Regions from separate parts of the Mus musculus genome. Here regions 2, 3, 4 and 5 are each linked to region 1. The links are chromatin contacts, called in public Hi-C and HiChIP or PLAC-seq maps. All regions are on one chromosome and are shown on one strand. Each heading gives the region's core, a stretch centred on a gene start, on an enhancer-like site or on the middle of the called end of the contact. The rest is flanking DNA. Distances are from core to core; before and after follow the strand shown.

Evidence for each region. Hi-C and Micro-C count contacts between places; a contact is called where the count stands out from the background. HiChIP or PLAC-seq counts read pairs in DNA pulled down with a chosen protein or histone mark.
Region 2: an H3K27ac HiChIP or PLAC-seq map of T-cell acute lymphoblastic leukemia shows a contact between it and region 1, with 13 times the contacts expected there. The contact joins two enhancer-like sites. A contact is called at or near these places in 1 of 15 datasets of contacts at CTCF or cohesin (the NIH/3T3 cell line), 3 of 484 Hi-C or Micro-C datasets (the N1E-115 cell line, bone marrow-derived macrophages and uterus), 6 of 115 datasets of contacts at active chromatin or transcription factors (T-cell acute lymphoblastic leukemia, bone marrow-derived macrophages, embryonic basal ganglia and 3 more) and 1 of 9 other capture datasets (embryonic stem cells).
Region 3: a Hi-C map of the N1E-115 cell line shows a contact between it and region 1, with 5 times the contacts expected there. The contact joins two enhancer-like sites. A contact is called at or near these places in 2 of 484 Hi-C or Micro-C datasets (the N1E-115 cell line and bone marrow-derived macrophages), 2 of 115 datasets of contacts at active chromatin or transcription factors (T-cell acute lymphoblastic leukemia and embryonic basal ganglia) and 1 of 9 other capture datasets (embryonic stem cells).
Region 4: a contact with region 1 is called in a Hi-C map of the N1E-115 cell line, with 9 times the contacts expected there. The contact joins two enhancer-like sites. A contact is called at or near these places in 3 of 484 Hi-C or Micro-C datasets (the N1E-115 cell line, bone marrow-derived macrophages and nephron progenitors), 1 of 115 datasets of contacts at active chromatin or transcription factors (embryonic basal ganglia) and 1 of 9 other capture datasets (embryonic stem cells).
Region 5: a Hi-C map of bone marrow-derived macrophages shows a contact between it and region 1, with 21 read pairs. The contact joins two enhancer-like sites. A contact is called at or near these places in 1 of 39 promoter capture datasets (the 3T3-L1 cell line), 2 of 484 Hi-C or Micro-C datasets (CD4 T cells and bone marrow-derived macrophages), 5 of 115 datasets of contacts at active chromatin or transcription factors (T-cell acute lymphoblastic leukemia, embryonic stem cells, fibro-adipogenic progenitors and 2 more) and 1 of 9 other capture datasets (embryonic stem cells).

Annotation. Positions count from the first base shown.
Region 1 is chr8:128,488,252-128,490,817 of GRCm38.p6, reverse strand. All of the region lies in intron 12 of Nrp1 (neuropilin 1), which reads right to left. Gm32643 (a long non-coding RNA gene) reads left to right here. Exons shown (of 7, transcript XR_003947627.1): 1 at 1-2,445. Among named protein-coding and RNA genes, the nearest start is that of Gm32643, 3.4 kb to the left of the region's middle. Within about 2 kb of position 1,272, at least 62 of the 459 cell types and tissues checked have an H3K27ac peak or open chromatin away from gene starts, as enhancers often do. A contact at or near this core is called in the N1E-115 cell line, T-cell acute lymphoblastic leukemia, bone marrow-derived macrophages and 1 more, where this site is marked.
Region 2 is chr8:127,513,989-127,516,554 of GRCm38.p6, reverse strand. The region is part of intron 22 of Pard3 (par-3 family cell polarity regulator); the gene reads right to left. Among named protein-coding and RNA genes, the nearest start is that of Gm51558, 41 kb to the right of the region's middle. Within about 2 kb of position 1,289, at least 49 of the 459 cell types and tissues checked have an H3K27ac peak or open chromatin away from gene starts, as enhancers often do. A contact at or near this core is called in the N1E-115 cell line, T-cell acute lymphoblastic leukemia and regulatory T cells, where this site is marked.
Region 3 is chr8:127,533,672-127,536,237 of GRCm38.p6, reverse strand. The region is part of intron 22 of Pard3 (par-3 family cell polarity regulator); the gene reads right to left. Among named protein-coding and RNA genes, the nearest start is that of Gm51558, 60 kb to the right of the region's middle. Within about 2 kb of position 1,272, at least 21 of the 459 cell types and tissues checked have an H3K27ac peak or open chromatin away from gene starts, as enhancers often do. A contact at or near this core is called in the N1E-115 cell line, where this site is marked.
Region 4 is chr8:127,693,196-127,695,761 of GRCm38.p6, reverse strand. No RefSeq gene overlaps it. Among named protein-coding and RNA genes, the nearest start is that of Gm32532, 3.7 kb to the right of the region's middle. Within about 2 kb of position 1,296, at least 3 of the 459 cell types and tissues checked have an H3K27ac peak or open chromatin away from gene starts, as enhancers often do. A contact at or near this core is called in the N1E-115 cell line, where this site is marked.
Region 5 is chr8:127,813,667-127,816,232 of GRCm38.p6, reverse strand. No RefSeq gene overlaps it. Among named protein-coding and RNA genes, the nearest start is that of Gm32590, 9.2 kb to the right of the region's middle. Within about 2 kb of position 1,267, at least 47 of the 459 cell types and tissues checked have an H3K27ac peak or open chromatin away from gene starts, as enhancers often do. A contact at or near this core is called in bone marrow-derived macrophages and regulatory T cells, where this site is marked.

The sequences.
Region 1 (2,566 bases), core at 23-2,522:
AAAGCCAAAAAGCTGCATAAGGATCAGGAAAGAAGAAGAAAAAGACAGAGAAAGAAGAGAAGAAAGTTGAGTAGAGGAAAGATATGAAGATGCAGGGACCCTGATGGCTAAGCTTTTAAATTATTACTCAGGCCCTGGAGTTGTGCACAGTTCTCATTAAATTCAATAGTAATAATTGGACTAAATCCCTTCTTAAAAATAGCAGGAAACAATATTCTGAACTTAAAACAAATTTATGGCCTCTGTGAGCAAATGCCAGCTGTGCTGCTGAAAGGATCTTGCCTGCAGTTGGGTCATTAAGCACAGGATGTGAGCAAGGATTTAATTTTCAAGTCGAGGTTCCTATCTAGTATGATCACTGCTTGGTTATCAGCTGGTCCTAAAGTCCAAGCAAGAGGGATATGGAAGCCCACACAATCATAAGTCACCAACATACTGTGAGCTGCTGTGAGGATGTGGAAAGACCCTCAGAGGGTCAAAGTCCTTTGTAAAGAGAACTGCATTAAACAGAGGGGTCTGTCCAAGCATGAATACCCTTTTATGCCTCTAATGACAGCAACCTAGGCAGTATATGGATATTGTATTCCTGCTGAGTTTCTTGTATTGATCAGAATCCTCAAGATAAATTTCTCTCCTCTATGTGTGTGTGTGTGTATGCACATGTTCATGTATGTGTGTATATCTATGTGTAAGTCAGAGGTCAATTTCAAATGTTATTCTTCAGGCACCATCCATCTTGTGTTTTGTGATTGGCTCTCACTGGGGCCTGGAACTTGCCATGTAGGCCAAGCCTGCTAGTCAGTGAGCCATGGCGATCTGCCTGTCTCTATCTCTGAGCATGCTCCATATACTCTGCTTTTGTGTGGATTCTGATGATGGAACTCAGGAATTCATGCTTGCACAGCAGGGGTAAGTGCTTGCATACACTTACTGAGATACCCACTCAGTTCTTAAAACAGAATCTTAAGATTTTGCTTAGTTTGTAACTGCTCAGGTAAACAGAATTTTGATGAAGACATAGGGTCTGTCTGAGGCCATCTGTGAAGTGTGAGAGGCCTGTAATGCATCAAGTTTTAGGTGTGGTCAGCCTCACCTTGAGCTAGACCTCTGTCTGGAAGCACATTCCATCTCTGTGAGGCCCATGCAGTGACCTAACCAGAAGGTTGCAGTGAACAGATAGCTTTTAAAGGTCAACAGTTCATGACCCTCCAGTGAGGAGCTGAAGACCAGATTTATAACTCAGACAATGGAATAAACAGGAAACCATATAGACATTGTCTATCTCTATGATCAGCCAGGCTGTTAGAACCAGTCTTTGTCTAGATGGTGGTAGTAACAAATCTTATGGATTCATGCGCTGTACACCTGCCCTCTGACTTTGGTGAATGCTAAGATTGGGCTGACAGCCCCTTGTTTATAAGACCTTCACAAGCATGACCAAGAGGTCCTGTTGAAAGCAAATGTGTTATCAAAACCTCTCCTGGTGTGGTCACCATGACTCTCACTTTCATGCTTTTTGAAGATAGCCATGCTCGTTTAATAGAGGAGATGAGAGACTAACGAAGCAGTAGAGAGACTACTTCAGGGTGCTTCTAATCACTTCTGGCAAGAAAAGAAACTAGATGAGCAACTAAAATGTACATGGCGTCATCACAACTTCATATACTCCCTTCATCCTCTTCTGATAGAGGGCCAAAGACAGTATATTGAGAGTCATAGTCCTACAGCTTCACCCCCACAGAGAAGCCCCATTTGCAGACCAGGGCCGTCCTCCTGGTAACAGACAGGGAAGAGTAAAATATCTGCAGACAGACACTGTGACTAAAGTCAAATTACAACAGGTATGAGCAGGAACACAGCATTTGGGGGATTTCCTTTGCCTAACGTCTGAGGGGTTTGGGATGCGGGAGCAAGCGTTTTGTCAGCTGAACTCCTGAAAACTGGGGGAAAGTTCCAAAGAAGTTTGTCTTACAGTTTAATTAGGTCAATGGTAACAGTGGCCTTTAAGGAAGCATGCTAATTAGGGAAGTCCTTTCTAGTCCTCTGTGAGGCAGTCAGTGTGGAGGAAACACCGATACACACCACACGGTCCATTAATAAATGACTGCAGAGGCCAAGGCTGAGTGAACTTCAATAAAGGAAATGGAAGAATCTGGGAAGCTGACCCTCTCACCTTCCTCTAATGATTAACTCTAAAGTATTTAAAAAAAAAAAAAAAACCTCTGGTTGCTTATACAACTGCTTCCCTTCATGTGAGTCTGTGGGGAAGAATGTCACAGAATACTAACAGAAAACAAAAGAGGGCAGCCTTTGATAACCCGCACGCACGGTTGGGCGGACAGAGTCCTTGGGTTTTCCTCTGAGCTAAAGGATAAGGGGGATGCTCCCAGGGTGTTTCTCAGCCCGGGCACAGTGTAAACCTTGGTTTCCTGAGCCAGTCTTGTGGTAAGTGCTGTTGTAAAACTGCCAACTCTGTGGCAGGCACAACAGACAAACTTTGCGCTTCTTGATTTTGCAGAATGGTGATGAAAATAAATAGTTAGGCTGTGGCTTGTGAGATTTCTTT
Region 2 (2,566 bases), core at 40-2,539, 970 kb after region 1:
ACAAATCTCCCTGCAACACTGGAAACACTGGAAAACTGGAAACACTGGAACACTGGAAAACACTGGAACACTGCAACACTGGAAACTCTATGGGTAGAACACTATGAAATTTACAGGGAACTTTTCAGATGTACGCATGCAGCTGGGACATCAGTGCTCCTAAACACTGCAAGCAGCTTACCCTTATCTCCCAGTACCACTGCCTTCCCACAGTGACTGATGCTTGGAGTCACCAGCCTCACATAAACTAGGTCTCTGCATTATTGTCCACAGCCATCCCCACTGCTGGTAGAGACAGGAAACTGTGTGGAGCCCAGATCAATAGACATGTCAACAGTAAGCTGCCTAATCTAATTCAGCCTATCTCATCTTGGGGCCCAGAGTCTGCAGTCTGCTCTTAGTGCCTTCTGGCAGGAAATGGTTTGGTAGGTTTAGCCTTCAGAAGTTTATCCTCTAGGCTCTTGGATGTTTACTCAGAGAACGGAGATCTCAAATGTCTTTGAAATGGCAGTGATATACACTGGGCATGTTTGACTTCCCCTGTGTGTAAAACTAAACCTGTGACTCCCCTATTCATATAAATAAATGAATGAATAAATGGATAAATGTGTGTGTGTGTGTGTGTGTGTGTATATATATACACACACACATACAGTTTTTCTGATTCTTTGAGTATTTCACATAATATATTTTGAACTTAATCGCCTCCCTTGCCTCCTTCCTGACCTTTGACCCTTCATGGGAAATTGCTTGGGTACATTCCAAGGTTCAGAATTACCTGAGTTTTTAAACTTATTTCCCTTCCCATCCCATGACATCTTTCTGAAAAGGAAGGGCTCTTCATTTAACATGAGTTTTTCTCTCTTCTTTCACTGCACTGGACAAATGCCTTTCCAGGTCACGAAGTCTCAGATCATGAAGTATGAAGTTCAGTCATGCTTCTTCAGACTTGTGGGGAGCTAGAAATAGTGGGCTGGCTCAGAAGATTATGACTGGCATCCATCACGTCTGGCTTTCCCCCAAGACACTATCAATCATGGGTTAGAGCAAGCCTGTTCTGTCAGAGTCTGTCCTGAACTCCTTATTAGCACATGCAGGATGGTTCGCGTTGTCTCTGTCACCTGGGCACTAATGTTAGCAGCACCAGGACAAACTATGCTTCTATTATTGGCAAATGAAGGGTTCGTGTCCTCACTTCCCACACTTGTGAACACACACACCCTCTTGTGCAAGCCTCAGAACTTCCCCAAGTCTGTGAAAAGGCTGACTCCCCAGCACTGCAGCCTTCACAGGATTCTAGCAGGTGTTCCTGACTGTGTGACCTCACTGTGTGCAAAGCACTGTGGGAAGGGGAACACTGAGGCCATGCCCGAAGCCTGTGTTAAGGCTAGGGAAGACTGGCATGAAGGTGACAAGCTGATGGATGCAATTTAAAATGACACAAAAGAAAAGTTTACACTAGGGAGTCCTAAAGACCACAAGCCTTGAGGGGGGAGGGGCGGGTTTGTGGTTAGTCCCACATTAGTGTGGTCACAGGGGCAGCCATGTTTGGGTTCAGATATGAGACATTCACTGAATTTCTGTCTGAGATCAGGCTTTATTCCAAGCACCAGATCAACTGCTGTGTTGAAGATAAACCCTATACTGCCTCATGGCATCCACAGCTGCAAAAGGGCAGGTGGAGAGCCATCAAGAAATTAACAATATGGCTTCAGAGCTTGCTGAGAGCTTTAAGGGTAGAGTGCAGTACTGAGAGGGTTAGGTGGGGATTGAAGAAATGACCTCAGAGCCAGGTTTGAAGCAACTTCATATGTCAAACCTGGACTTTTCTTCCCCCATGATGTTGCCCTGAAGGTTTACCTGGAGAACCAAGAGCAGGAAAGACACCACATAGAATCAACCTCCCATGCACTATACTATTCTGGAAAGCTCTATAGAACAGATATGACTTACTTGAGTTGCTATTCTTTATAGGAGGGTTGGCACATAGTACTGTGTTCTTGTTGTTAGATGGATGAAGGGAGGAACAGAAGGGAAAACAATAAACCTCATGAGGAACCCATATTAACCAACCCTCAGGAAGAGGGAGGACCAGAGGACCACACTGCTGATGGTGAAGGCCGATGGCCACCCTCACCCGGCCCCTTCTGTATCATCCGTTATGGTAAATGGTGACCTCATGGAGCACTGAAACTCTCCATTCACAAGTGAACATGCAGAGCACAAACACGCCCTGGTTAACAGGGAGGTGAGGAGCACTTGGACCTGATTCACCTGGTGCCAGGTAAGCAATAAGCTCACAGTGTTCACAGGCTGCTGGACTAGGTAGAGAGTAACATAACTGGAATTTCATTCTGGTTCCTTTAAGAATCTCTTCATGCAGCTGTCCAGGCTGTACACTGTCTAGATCACAGTATCAGTCTGTAATTGAGGTAACAATTCTGTAGCAAACAGTAACTCTGGGTTTAAAAAGATGCCCACGAATGGTAAATGATGTTTGTGAAAACAGGTGCCTTCTCAAATTGATACAAAAAGAATGCCCTGTTGCCTATTAATGGAGCTGATG
Region 3 (2,566 bases), core at 23-2,522, 950 kb after region 1:
TGACTGAAGTCTAGGGTTAAACCCAGCTTTGACATCTAAGTTAGTTGAATTCAGTACCTAGTGTGGAGTTCTGAGTGGCGGGGCAAGCCTTCCCTAGATCACACAAAACATCTTTTTGAGTTAAACAAGTAATTCTTCCCACTGAAGCATCTAATTTGAATTTAAACATTTCTTTACATGCTACCTTAATTAGATGCAAGTTCCTCTCAGCATCTTAATTTTATGCATTTTACACTTCTAAGCAGCACTAGTGAGGACTGCTTATTTGCATTCATTTACATACAATTTGCAAGAAATGTTGAAAAACCTAGAAAGAAGGAGATTGTAAATTTATGGATTTTTTTTCTTCAAATAAAAATGTCAGTTCTATGAGGAAACAAACAGTAGTTTTTCTCCCCCTCCTTGCCCACTTTGGTATTTTCAAGGCGATTTTTAATACATATATACATAAAGAGATCTATTTAAGGAATGCCAGGATAGGAAGATTCCCCTGCCAGTTAACAGCCAGGAAAAGGCTCCAAACTTCCAACTGCTGTAAGAAGGAACGAACTCAAGCAGATGATACCTCCCAAAATACATTATCTGAAAAGTGCATCTCCCTCCACAATGAGGGCGCATTTGATCAGTTCTGCTCTGAGGATGCATTCCCTGCCAGACTCATTTCTTTAGTGATGGGCAGTTCATTCCTGAGACTTTCAGTTGTGTTAATTAGATTTTCTCCATGTCCACCTATCCTCTTGAGCTTGGATTTATATTCACAGAACTCCTCACCATCCTTTCAGGAGCTTCTTGGAGCGGTGCTGCAGTCTGGTTTCTCACTGCAGATGCAGGCAGTCGATACTTCCCAGGTTTTCAATGCCTCACATTTGAACTGACATCGCTATTATTATTCTTGGGCTCAGAGACTGCCCTGGAGATAGCTCTGTGTGTGTGTGTGTGTGTGTGTGTGTGTGTGTGTGTACCAGGGAGGGACCGGGATGGCAGAATATACGTAAAATATAAGTGCCTTCAACATTAAAATTTTATCTTTCTCATTCCACCAAACATGATGCAAGGCTTCCCCTGCCCCCACCAAGCTTCATAAATAACCTCCCTGATTCCAGAATGCTCCCTCCTTTACATATTGAAAGCAATTTTCAATTCCGGCTCTGAAGCAAGCTGCTTGTCCAAAATAAGACACACTCAGCAAAATGTGAGTTTTGACATGCTTCGAGCTGAACAGTCATGTTTTCTGGCAGATGGAGTTTGTTCTTGAAAAGGAGATGAGGAGCCAGACTTGGCAGCTGCCCCTGCGGAGCAGCCAAGGGGAACAGAGGCTGGGACACCTCTGCTACAGCAAGTCCCCACACTGCAGGTCCCAGGGGCTGCTCTGTGGGGTCCATACCAGTCATGTGGCTTCCTGGGCCCTCCATCTCCCTGATGGAAAAATGAGGTGTACACACACACACACACACAATCACCATTTCTATCTACCTGCTTAAAAATGGGTGTGGTACTCTGACAGACACAGCACTTGCCTGGCACACACAACACACTGAAAACAAATAAATGCATGAGAATACTCACAACTGATCACTTCTAACTTACTTACTACCCTTGCATATTGCTTCTGAACACTTCTGCTTATGGTTACTGGAAAATAGACTTTATACAGCAAATGTGATTCCCTGCCTCAGAGGAAGTCAAATCCAATGAACCAATACTGGTTAGAATGTCACCCTGTGTTACTGACACTTAATTTGGTGAATGCCCTCACTCCTGGCGTTGCACTATCAGAACGGTCCTTAACTGTCTTAACATAAACCAACACAGTTTCTCAGTGTGAAATCAACATGAGCAACGGACTGCCTCATTTCACAAATAAATATGCTAAACAATGTTTTCTGAAAGAAAGCACAATTTATAATTAATGAATAATCATCTGTCAAAAGGGCTCCATACAATTAATCCAATGTTTATGCTACTGTTGAACTCTTATGCTATCTAGTTCTAATCTCCATGAGTATCTGAATGTGTGAATGTGTGTGGATGCCTGAGGCCAGACTCAGCTTTCCTGCTGGCCTAGAACTTACTAAGTAGGCAAGCCTAGGAATAGAAGGATGTGCCACTGTGCCTGACTTTTTGATGTGGTTGTGGAATGATCACATGGACAAACTCTCTCTCTCTCTCTCTCTCTCTCTCACACACACACACACACACACACACACCCTCCCCCATAACATACTTGACCTGTACATAACATGATCAACCATTGTTATTTCCTGATGTGCCAACTGGACTAACAGGGGAATCTACAGAATGCTCCTAAGGTGCAGTGTGAAATGTAGTGGAGTCCTCCACAGAAAGCTGCCTACGGTGTGGGATGTTCATTCCAGAAATATTAGCTCTAACAGATGTGGTGAGACCTCAGTCATATTTAGTCAGCTAATTAGTTCTAATAAAGACTCTTCAGAGTTACACAGCATACCAGGAGTTCATCCCAGATCTGTGACATGACACTTTTAAGCAGAGTACTTCAAATCAGGATGTTTAAATATTGTATAAAATTGGTTAAAGAGTATCATCA
Region 4 (2,566 bases), core at 47-2,546, 800 kb after region 1:
TGCTGGAGACCTACAAAAGGACATCGGAAGGAAGATTTGCTCTTTTTTGCCTGCATGCCTTGTGGGATTGAGCAACTACTAGATCCTTGGACTTCCATTTACAGCTGACCATTGTAGGGGAGTTGTACTACAGACTATAAGTCATCATAACAAATTTCCTTACTATACAGAGACTACCCATAAGTTCTGTGACTCTAGAGAACCCTGACTAATACAGCCAGCAAGTACATTATAGAAGCTGTGGGGAAGGGGAAGCCTTGTCCTTACCAGTGAGGTCCTCTGAGCTTACGGCATGCTTGCTTTCTTCATGAACTCCTCCCCCAACCCCACCTCAACAATCTGGACACCTGCACCCTCTCCTCTGCTTTCATAAGGTATATCCTCTTCAGGAATCTCCAACTGCATTAATGAGCAAAGGAGTAAAGTGGGAGGAAGGAGAACAGGGTTGAGGCTTGGTGGCTAGAGAAACTGAGCACCCAGGGATCTGGGTTCCTCTCCAGCACTACACACACCAGGTGTGATGGTGCACATTTGTAACCCCAGCACTCAGAGATGAAGGTAGGAGGGCCAGAAATTCAAAGTCATCCTCAGCTACACAGAGAGTTCAAGGCCAGCTTGTGGCATAGGAGAGTCTTTCTCAAAAGGGGAAAAAGAAAACTTTCATCACATTCCGAAATAGTATGCTACGGAGGGGGAAAAATGTTTGAAAGTCTCTGGGCTTTACTGCTGCCTACTTATTACACACACGGCGTGAAAAAAAAATTGGTGAGGTTCATCAAATACTTTCTTATGACTTTTTAACTTATCCAACTCAGCAGAACACAGACATTCACAGACCCACAGACATCAATAAATCTGCCTGAGCCTTAATTAATACAGCTGCATCGCCACACAGACAGAACTTTAAAGAGTCCATTACTGTCGTTCAGCCTGCTAGCTGCTTTCCCCACAGTGGCGCCAGCACTCTGAGAAGTTTAGAATGTCAAATATTTTGTAAGTGGGCTTTTTTTCCTTTCTCTAAAAATATCCAAACCAAAACTGAAGATGCAGAGATAAGTCCACCATCCAGCAGCTTCTACTTTAAGCTCAGCATATATTATGTGCCCGTGTCCTCCTTTTTTTTTTTTTTTTTTTTTTGGCTTTTCGAGACAGGGTTTCTCTGTTTAGCCCTGGCTGTCCTGGAACTCACTTTGTAGACCAGGCTGGCCTCAAACTCAGAAATCTGCCTGCCTCTGGCTCCCGAGTGCTGGGATTAAAGGCGTGCGCCACCATGCCCGGCACCCGTGTCCTCTTAAATGGCCTCTGTAGGCATGCATACTTTCTAATCTCTTGGGTGGTGCAGTACCTGGGCCTCTGAATCCTGCCCTGGTCCTACCAACTTTGTAGATGCAGCCATTTGGAAATAATGGATAGGATACTGCTGTATCCCCAAGGCACCCCCCCTCCACCAAGGAAAGCCTCTGGTTGGTACTGTAACACTTTATCTCATAATTATCTCCCTGGCAAAGAGCTGAAGGTTTTAAATTTTTCCTGCTGGTCAGTGTCAACCAGAATAATGGGACAGATTGTCTATAGAATGTGCTTGTAGTGTGGCCAGGGCTCAGCTTAGTGGTAGATAGACCTGTCTTAGATCCATGAGAAGTCAGCTAAGAACTCCTCCAGGGGTAGAATTGAAAACATGGAAGCATGCTATTGCCAATTTTCACCTGAGATTATTTTGTGTGATATGTGCATATGTGCACATGTTTGTGTGTGTACGTGTACTTGTGTGCACATGTATGTGAGCATCAGAAGTCAACTTTGGGCATCACACCCTTTTAATTTACTTAAGGTCTCTCTCTGGCCTAGAGCTAACAAGTTGTGCTAATCTGATGATGAGCAAGGCTGAGGGATCTGCTTGTCTTCATCTTCCCAGGACTGGGATGGCAGGCAAACACTGCTGTGCCTGGCTTTTGTCAGGTGGATTCTGGGAATAAGACTCTGGTCCTCATGTTTGAAAGGCAAGTGCTCCACTGACTGAGCCTCTCTTCAGCCTCATATTTCTTTCAGATCTATTACACATAGTTTTGAAAATTTGCCGTTCTGTCTGTCTCTCCAATGCTGACATTTTTCCTCTGATGATCACAAGAGGGGAGTCTGGAAAACCAGATTAGTCATGTGGCCCGTAAACCGGAAGAACAGCATTTGACACACCAGCATTACAGATGAACAAGTGAGTGGAGGCCTCTGGGTATGTATGCATATGTTGGGTGTGCATGCTCCAAATGTGCATATGAAGAGCAAATGTCAGCCTTAGGTGTTCCTTCCTCTACTGATCCCTTCCTTAGTTATTGAGACAAGTTTCTCACTGAACCTGGAGCTCACCTGATTGGCTGCCAGGGAGTCTCTAGGATCTCTGTCTGACTTCTCAACACTGTAATTACAGGCTGCTGCTATCTTATCTAGCTTCTTCCCTTGCTATCATAATTAGCTTCTTACTTGGGCACTGGAGCTCTGCACTCAGGTCCTCATGCCTATACAGGCTCCTGCTACCTTATCTAGCTTCTTATCTGGGCACTGGGGCTCT
Region 5 (2,566 bases), core at 18-2,517, 670 kb after region 1:
AAAGCACACCCCAGCAACCTTGGTCTGTCCTTCCTGACTCCAACCACACCATTCACGTTCCTTCCAGGAGCTTTTGTGAATATCACCAGAATAAGAACAACATCTGAGGTTGATTTCTAGCCTCCACACACATATGCAACACATGTATACCAGCACATCCAAATTACTGTGACATAGAGAAACACACATGTGCAGGTATCTTGGACTGGGAGACACCAGAGCTATAGCAGGCTATGGCTGCACAAGTATAAAGCTCTTGCAGGGTGGGGCTGTTGGAGCAGATAGAAAGCATCATGATTGCAAGGTCGAGTAGACCAGGGATAGGATAATGAAGAAGAAAGGAACACAAAGGTTACTCTGAGCACAATCATGCTATAGGCCTCTGTCCCATCAATTTGACACCTCTGACTTCTTGTCCATCAAGAAGTGACTGACAAGAGAAAATGTGGTGCATGTATACAATACTTTTATTTAGCCTCAAAGAATAAAATAATATTATTAAGAAAATGGATGGAACTGGATATAACGATAATATAAAAAATAAGGCAGACTTGGAAAGACAAGTATGACACGCCTTTCTTCCTATCAGAGGCTAGGTTTTTAAGAAAGTAGAAATGAAGTTATTTGGCAAGAGGAAGTGTTCAGTGGAAAGGGGAGGGGGAAATGAGGATGGTGGTGGGTATGATCAAAGTGCATAGCATACGCACATGAACGAGCCAAAATGAGACACATTATTTTATATAATGAACATATACTGATTGAAAAAAAATCAAAGGAAGCTATTTTGAGAAGAGAAAAAAAAGAGAGAAATAAAACCCCATTTGGCCGAGTGTAGTAGCACAGGCTTGTGATCCCTGCACTCATAAGAAATGGAGGAGGAAGAGGGAGAGGGGGAGGAGGCAGGGGAAGCGATGCATCTATCTTTAGAAGCATCCTTTCTTCCTTCACCTCTCTCAGTTTTGTTCGGTTTCCTCAGATGCTTAGGTATATTTTGAGAACAAGCATTAATTCTCTGAAACTCATATATTAATACACGATCCACAAACTATGTCTTTCTCTTCATCATTCTCTGCTCCTTACAGTTTTAATATGAAGTATCCCCCCACAGACTCATTTCATTGAAGGTTTGGTCCTCAGTACCCTGTTGAGACCTTCGGCTTTCAGGCTGTGGCTACATCATGAGGAAGCTAGTTTCAGCTTCCTCTTCATCTTCTGGTGCATTCATAGTTGAATGAACTCGTGAGAGGGGATAGAAGGCACAGGGGGTGGAGCAAGTTTCAGGAAGTAGGTCATTGGGGGTGTAACCTCGAAAGAATACATCGCTGTCTCTTCCCTACAACTTGGCTTGTGTGAGATTACCTTACCTCCTTCTCAGTACAAACCACCAGCATTATTCCAGCTCATGTGAGGTCAGGGCAAAACCCAGGTTGCTGAGTTTCCCTGTCCAAGTTTTGTAAAAGAGATAAACAGGGCTGATCATGACTCCACAGATGCAGAAGAGCTGGTAGGCTCAACTACGAGCCACTGTACCAAGATGACAGCTCTAATTGTCAAGTGAACTAATCATGGCCCTAGAAACTTCACACTGGGGCCTCAGTGAATGATGAATCCCAGTCCCCTCCATCCTCCACCAAGAAGTACAGTTCACAGGTGACACCCTTATGTGCAAGTCAAGTCTTCATTCAGAGGATTGGAAAGACAGCTAAACCAAAACAGAGACCAAGATAAAGGGGAGGGAAAAAAAAAAAAAAGAGTATCTGTGTGGGATTGTGAAGGTTGAGTGGTGAGCAGGAAGTGGAGTTCAAAAGAGGGACTAATGGCTCACAAAGGCAGCAAGAAGTGGGAAGGAGCAATTAATTGGATCAGTCTGTGAAGGTTCAAAACAGTCTTCTAGCGTGACGACGTAATATCCTGATTCCCAAGTCAGGATCCCCAAGTCCTCCATATGACTAATAATTAAAGCCAGCTCCTGGGAAATAAATTCTTTAATTTGTATATTCTAAGTGGGGACAGCAGATATCCCTTTGACCTTATTCAAAATTGTCTTTTGGAAGGTAAATGCCTAAGACTCTCAAAAAAACAAAAATATTTAGAAGTACACTGTAGAATAATAAGGAGGATCTCGAGGAGGTTGGGAAAAAAGGACAGGAATCAGCCTGTAGCCCCAGAGACTGAGCATCATCCCCACAGCCCACCCTTCACTTCTGAAAACCCAGGTGCTCACCAGTGTACACCCCAGGGATTCCTGCTAAGGAAACTGCCAGATCTTCTATTTGCTTTCTGTATTTTGCTAATGAACTTTCCATCTGAAGGCCCACGGGTACAGATACCCATTCCACCAGAAAGCTTAGCAGAAGTAGAGTAGCCAGGAGCACGGCAGCAAGCAGAGGTGACAAGCATAGCATCCTTCAGGATCTCAGAGCAGAAAAAGACTGTTCGGCAGTTGTCCCCATCCACCAAGACCTGGACACAAATCCCAGGCCACATAAGGAACCATGATCCTGTGTCTGTCAAAACGGTCACCATGACAACCATGTAAAATATTGAAGGTGATTTTTTTTAGATT